Linked DNA regions of Rattus norvegicus: region 1 is linked to region 2. A link is a contact called in public Hi-C data. All regions are on one chromosome and are shown on one strand. The core of a region is the stretch at or near the end of the contact, and the rest is flanking DNA. Distances in the headings are between cores, read along the strand shown. Region 1 holds the start of Sst (somatostatin). Region 2 has its middle 19 kb from the start of Rtp2.

Evidence for each region. A called contact is a pair of places that touch in the nucleus more often than the background predicts.
Region 1: a Hi-C map of Schwann cells shows a contact between it and region 2, with 6 times the contacts expected there. The contact joins the promoter of Sst here to the enhancer-like site in region 2. A contact is called at or near these places in 3 of 12 Hi-C or Micro-C datasets (the A7r5 cell line, the Rat2 cell line and Schwann cells).

What each region holds. Positions count from the first base shown.
Region 1 is chr11:90,459,882-90,462,881 of GRCr8, forward strand. It overlaps Sst (somatostatin), which reads left to right and starts at 1,665. Exons shown (of 2, transcript NM_012659.2): 1 at 1,665-1,952; 2 at 2,574-2,942. The coding sequence starts at 1,815. The coding sequence ends at 2,786.
Region 2 is chr11:90,401,811-90,405,119 of GRCr8, forward strand. No RefSeq gene overlaps it. Among named protein-coding and RNA genes, the nearest start is that of Rtp2, 19 kb to the right of the region's middle. Within about 2 kb of position 1,516, at least 11 of the 93 cell types and tissues checked have an H3K27ac peak or open chromatin away from gene starts, as enhancers often do. A contact at or near this core is called in Schwann cells, where this site is marked.

The DNA of each region.
Region 1 (3,000 bases), core at 415-2,914, 58 kb after region 2:
TGTTTGTGGCTTCCTCTGGTTTTCATGTTCTCTTTTGTGGGCTGTCAAGGGCCAGGTTCCACAGTAGGAGAGATAGGAGGTCCCTTGAGGATGCCACAGGACTAGTGACTGATATAACCTCTGAGAGCCCAGCCTGAAGCCCGAAAAGATCTTAGTGTGTGTAGAGATGTGACTTTCTTTCTAGGTTTGGGGTCTAGATTCATTGCTCTTGTGTGCTGCTGAGACACATGAGCGATTTTCAATTTAATGCTTTGCTTTGTGCTAACCCTGCCTGGAATTGCTAAGCTCTGGGAGCTTTAGCACTCCATGCTGGTCATGCTCTCTCTGCCTTGGCTTACAGATACAAAAGGACAGGTTATCCAAGCTGTTTCAAAATACTGACTAGTCCCTCTCACCTGTCCCCTTGTTTTGTTTGGATGCAAGCATTGGGGATGGTGTTAGAACGCATCTAACGCATGTTGTGTGGTCAATAGCAACAATGGACAAACCCTGTTTCACTTGATTTCTGAAGCTGTGCATTTCTAAAAAGACTTTACTGTTGGCTTCTCTGATGACCCTAAAATGTTAGTCCTTGAAGAGCCTGTGGAGATCACCTATGCTGTGCCAGGAATGGAGCTGGCATTTCCTTAATAAGCAATCAGTTAGAAAGCAGCAGTCTTAGCTCGCAACTAGATGCGAACACTCAATTTGATAAACAAGTAGACTTCCTTAAACTTCCTCTGCGGTAGAAGGAAGAGAGGCCCAGGCAGTTTGTTCCTCACATAGATATACAATGGCTACACATGGCCAGGGGCTCCTTGACTTGATATACACCCATCCCAACCTAGAATTGCTCCCACTGCCCAGGAATCTGTCAGAGCATTCATAGCAGTGTACAAGAACCCTGGCCTGGGAGTCTAGATGTCTGTTTGCTACAACTGTAAGGAGCAATCGTCTGCCAGTCCTTTAAGCTTTCTTGATTCAAGTTCAGAGGCTTATGATTTCTGAGACTGCTTCCTAGAGCTGTTTCCAGGTGCCAAATGTAGGCTTTCTCCTCCTCCTCCCTCCTGTGTGTGTGTGTGTGTGTGTGTGTGTGTGTGTGTGTGTCTGTCTGTCTGTCTGTCTGTCTATCTGTCTGTCTCCCTGGTGCCTTTCTTTTGTCACAATATAAAGATCAGCAGATTGGACAAAGTGATGCTCCTTTATAGCTCAGTCTTATCCTTTTTCCTACAAGGCTTTAAGGGATGCCAGGAGAGAAGATAGTTCAGTCCTCCTGATTGCATATTAATTCTCAGATTGGTTCCTAGACGGATAGCTTTAAGTCTCCCTTGCCATACAATACCGTTAAGCATGATGGCAAGTCCAGTAATCTGAGTACATTGACAGGTACCCAACTGTGTGTGCTGATGTATTGCTGGCCAAGGACTGAAGGATCTCAGTAATTAATCATGCACCTATGTGGCGGAAATATGGGATATGCATGTCGACACTGAGTGAAGGCAAGATTATTTGGTCTGTGTGGCGTGGAGAATTTCATGTGCCTGTGTGGGTGCAGGCTTTCTTTTTCTTCAAAAAAAAAAAAAATAAACCACTTTAGATCGTGTCGCCTCCCCTCACTTCTTTGATTGATTTTGCGAGGCTAATGGTGCGTAAAAGCACTGGTGAGATCTGGGGGCGCCTCCTTGGCTGACGTCAGAGAGAGAGTTTAAAAAGGGGAGACCGTGGAGAGCTCGATAGCGGCTGAAGGAGACGCTACTGGAGTCGTCTCTGCTGCCTGCGGACCTGCGTCTAGACTGACCCACCGCGCTCAAGCTCGGCTGTCTGAGGCAGGGGAGATGCTGTCCTGCCGTCTCCAGTGCGCGCTGGCCGCGCTCTGCATCGTCCTGGCTTTGGGCGGTGTCACCGGGGCGCCCTCGGACCCCAGACTCCGTCAGTTTCTGCAGAAGTCTCTGGCGGCTGCCACCGGGAAACAGGTAAGGAAATGGCTGGGACTCGTCCCCTTTGCGAATTCCCCAGCCTTCCCCTTAGTCCTGCTGTAGCCCCTGCGACAGGTGTTTTAGCGGGCGCTTCTCAGAGTCGCTCAGCCCCTGAGCTCCCAGGGAAACTTTTGAAGTCTAGGGTCCGCTCTTACTCGTTCCAGAATTGATCGGCGCTGGTGGTCACCTTGCAGGTAAGTTCCCCCTTCGCTTTCAGGAAAATTCCGAAAGCCTGCAAGAGAGCCGGGAGAGACTGAGCTCTATCCCTGGTACTGGCACGAGGGTTGCTGACCCAGGTGCTGAAAAAAAATCCGGCAAGAACTCAGGTCCATGGTCCATTTCGTGTCTCATAAAGGAAAATGGAGCTGCTCAAACTATTGGCATACTATATTTACAAAACGACTTCCTATCATCCGTGGTTTCTCTGTGTTTTAAGGCATAGCACTTTCTGAAAGACTTGGGTTTGAGGAAGCTTTTTTCCCTGTGCATAATCTAGTGAATATAGCAGCCATCCATATTACTGTGGAAACTTGGTTTTGAATGATTAAATCTTATTTTCAAACCGCATTTCTCCCTTTCTCCCATTCCCCCTTTTGCTCTCCTCCCTGCCCTATCCAGGAACTGGCCAAGTACTTCTTGGCAGAACTGCTGTCCGAGCCCAACCAGACAGAGAACGATGCCCTGGAGCCTGAGGATTTGCCCCAGGCAGCTGAGCAGGACGAGATGAGGCTGGAGCTGCAGAGGTCTGCCAACTCGAACCCAGCCATGGCACCCCGGGAACGCAAAGCTGGCTGCAAGAACTTCTTCTGGAAGACATTCACATCCTGTTAGCTTTAATATTGTTGTCTCAGCCAGACCTCTGATCCCTCTCCTCCAAATCCCATATCTCTTCCTTAACTCCCAGCCCCCCCCCCCAATGCTCAACTAGACCCTGCGTTAGAAATTGAAGACTGTAAATACAAAATAAAATTATGGTGAAATTATGAATAGCGAGTGTTTGACTTCTTATTGAGTAAATTGTTTTGTTCAGGAGTACAATGTGAGG
Region 2 (3,309 bases), core at 266-2,765:
GGCACACGAGTCACATGGGAAGATGCACAAGGTCTACATCAAGAGGCAGCGTCTGGTCATCCTGCTGTGCCGCCTGGCTCCCTCTGTTCTCCACTTACCCCTCCACAACTCACTGCAGATCTGGCCCAATGTGGACCGAGCGATGGCCGTGCATTTACGGATTTCAGATGTGTTCCTTTATTCATTTATGTTTGAGGCTAGATGTCACTTTGTACCTTATCCTGCCCTCAAACACACAGCAATACTTGGACCTCAGCTCCCCAGTGTGGATATCACAGGCATGTAACACCATTCCCAACGCTCTGATTGGTCTTTGCTTATATTTTATTTGGTTTTTTAGACTTTCATAGATGTGTGCTGTATTTACAACATTTTCTCTATCTTCTGTTAGAGCTTCCTGTGCCCAGGCACTCTCAAATTCATAACCTCTTATTTATCATTCTTACACACACACACACACACACACACACACACACACACACACACACACACACACGCGTATAAACACAGCAGTGTTGTTTTTGTGTGTATGTTTTTATGTCTGACAACTTGGCATAGGATAACCAGTTGGGATTTTCAACTCATTCTAGGTTGATTTTTGCCAGTCTCAGCATCTCTTTGAAGCTAGTTTTGAAGCTAGTTTTACTTGTGTAGTTTGGAAAATGGCCACAAGGTGGCAGGGTAGGACAAGCAGTGGCTATTTTAGCACACACACCTCCACCCCCGACCACCACCAGTGTATATAGGGCCAGGCTGTCTTTTGGGACTGTTCTCCCTAGAATCCGTTTGTTTCCCTTCTTGTAACTCCTTTCACCTCAAGTGACTAGTGGCCCATGAGATGTGATTTGAGGTCCTACTTAAAGTTGTAAATTTCCACTCTGGCCTTTCTTTGAATTGAAGTTTTCCAGTTTTCCTTGAAAGGCATGGAAGTCTTGTCCCAATTCTCAGCCAAAAGAGGCCAATCTCTACTTGAGCCCTTCAGATAAAACCACTAATGAGCACAGTGCGCTTTCTAGGTCAGCAAAACACTGCCGGATCCAAGAGCTTTGATCCTCACCACAATCTTCCCGTTTAAGAAAAAACAAGACAAGAAAAACCCACCTTATTCAGGAGCTAAGAACACTGGACTGCAAGATGACCAGGCTGGGCCCCAGGGGGCAGAGCCACTCCTTGGAACACTGTGCCCCTGTTCCTGCACAGTCCTGTGCACAACTTTTCTAGTACACAGCGTAGCTTAAGGAGATAATGGAGCCTCTCAGAATCGGAAGGTTTGGGGGAGTGACAGTGCAAATTCTGGATGAGTCAGATAGGAAGCCACCAGGGACACCCAGAATTCACCAACTTTATCGTTACCAAGGCTGTGGAACTGGCACACCCCTCCTGCCTTCTGCTACACATCAGTGATAGGCCAGAGGTGCCCCCAAGTCTCGTTCTGATCTGTAGGTGGCTGTGAGCCTTAGCAAATCTGTGCGGAGCAGGGACCGCTCTGAAGTGGTTCAGTGAGACTGTGCAAACAGTCCTAGCTCAAGAGCTCCATTGTTGACTAGCTTCCGGCACTGGTGGGGAAGTCTGTTGCTCTCAGGCACAAAAGACCACACTGGAGATTTTCAGGACAACCTCCCACCCCCAACCGCTGGCTACTTCACTTTTATGTTGCTGTAATGAAGTACTCTATAGCAGAAACATTTTTAAAAATGTTTTTATTACATATATTTCTTTATTTAGATTTCAAGTTTCCTTTCCCAGTTTCCTGTCCATAAGCCCCTTCCCCTCCCCCTCCCCCATATGGGTGCCCCCCCCCCCACCATCCACCCTCCCTTAAGCCCCACCACATTCCCCTGCAATGGGGGTCCAACCTTGGCAGGACCAAGGGCTTCCCCTTCTACTGGTGCCCCAGCAAGGCTATTCTCTGCTACCTATGCAGTTGGAGCCCTGGCTCAGTCCATGTATATAGTCTTTGGGTAGTGGTTCCGTCCCTAGAAGCTCGCTACAGCAGAAACTTAAAGGACAAGATGTTTGTTCTTTCTCACACTTCCAGGGTACAGACCATTGTGACAAAAGCTTAAAGTAACTGGTAAGATCACCTACTCTGTGTGTGTGTGTGTGTGTGTGTGTGTGTGTGTGTGCGCGCGCGCACATGTACATGTGTGTATGTGAGTGGTGCCACCTACAGTGTGTACATGTGTGTGTGTGCGTGTGCCGAGGCACAGAAAGTCTCATCATTGCAATTAATGAAGAGTGAAGACATTGCCCCACAGGCATGCCCAAAGGTCCATCTCCTGGGTGATTCTAGGTTCTATAAAATTGACAATCCCCATCTCGGTGACTCTGAACCCTCCCTCCCCCATCTAAGTGTGTGGACGCTGAGACAGGAGGCTGTGCTCACTGGAGTGCGCTAGGACTGTCAATCTCTCACTGAGACCACAGAGCTCTAGCTGCTCTCTCAGCTCCTGCTCCTGGGGTTTCTTGCCCACTCAGCCACTCAGACTCTTCTCTGGCTGTGGCTCCCGATGCCACTGAACCTCAGAAGGAACTTGCACATGCCACCACCTGTCCCCACTATGTCATTTTTACAATTCTCCTCGCCTCAAAGTCCCTGTATAGACAACAATTTGTAACTCTACTGAAATAGATTTTTCCAAAAACACATCCTAATATTTAACTTTAAAATTAATATATATTGAATGGTGAAAAAACAGCTATGACGTAGACAATAGTACTAAAGATTATTGATGGGGCATTCAAAATGTGCCAGGAACATTTAAACAGCTTTTAAATCCTAAAGTAATTTGCAAGTTCAGGGAAGTTACAGAGAGAGTGCAGGGAAGGCCAGAATTCTTGTCTTCCTATGTCAGCCGGAATATGATAGACACCTACTGCATGGTATCACAGTGAGACTCACAGGGTGTCATTCGTAGACCTAACCAAGATTCTCACCAGTTCTGCATGTGCTTGTGCATGTGTGTTTTGAGTGTGTGTTTGTGTATGCATGTGTGTATATGTTTGGGTGCAACTCGTATGTTTGCAAATATGTGCCCATACCTGTGTATGGTGCATGCATTTGTGTGCTCATGTGTGTATGGATATCTATGTCTGGGTGTGTAGGCCTGTGCGCCTATGTACATATCTGTATTTGCATGGTATATCTCTGTGTATATGCGTATGTCTGTTCGTGTGTGGGGGTAGGTGTGCATCGTGTCTCTGTATATGAGTGATGTGGGTGTTTATGCATTTTCCTCTAAGGAGCTTTCCACTAAGATACACGGATGCTCCATCCCACTCAGTCTCTTTTGTTCCCTCTGCCCTTCG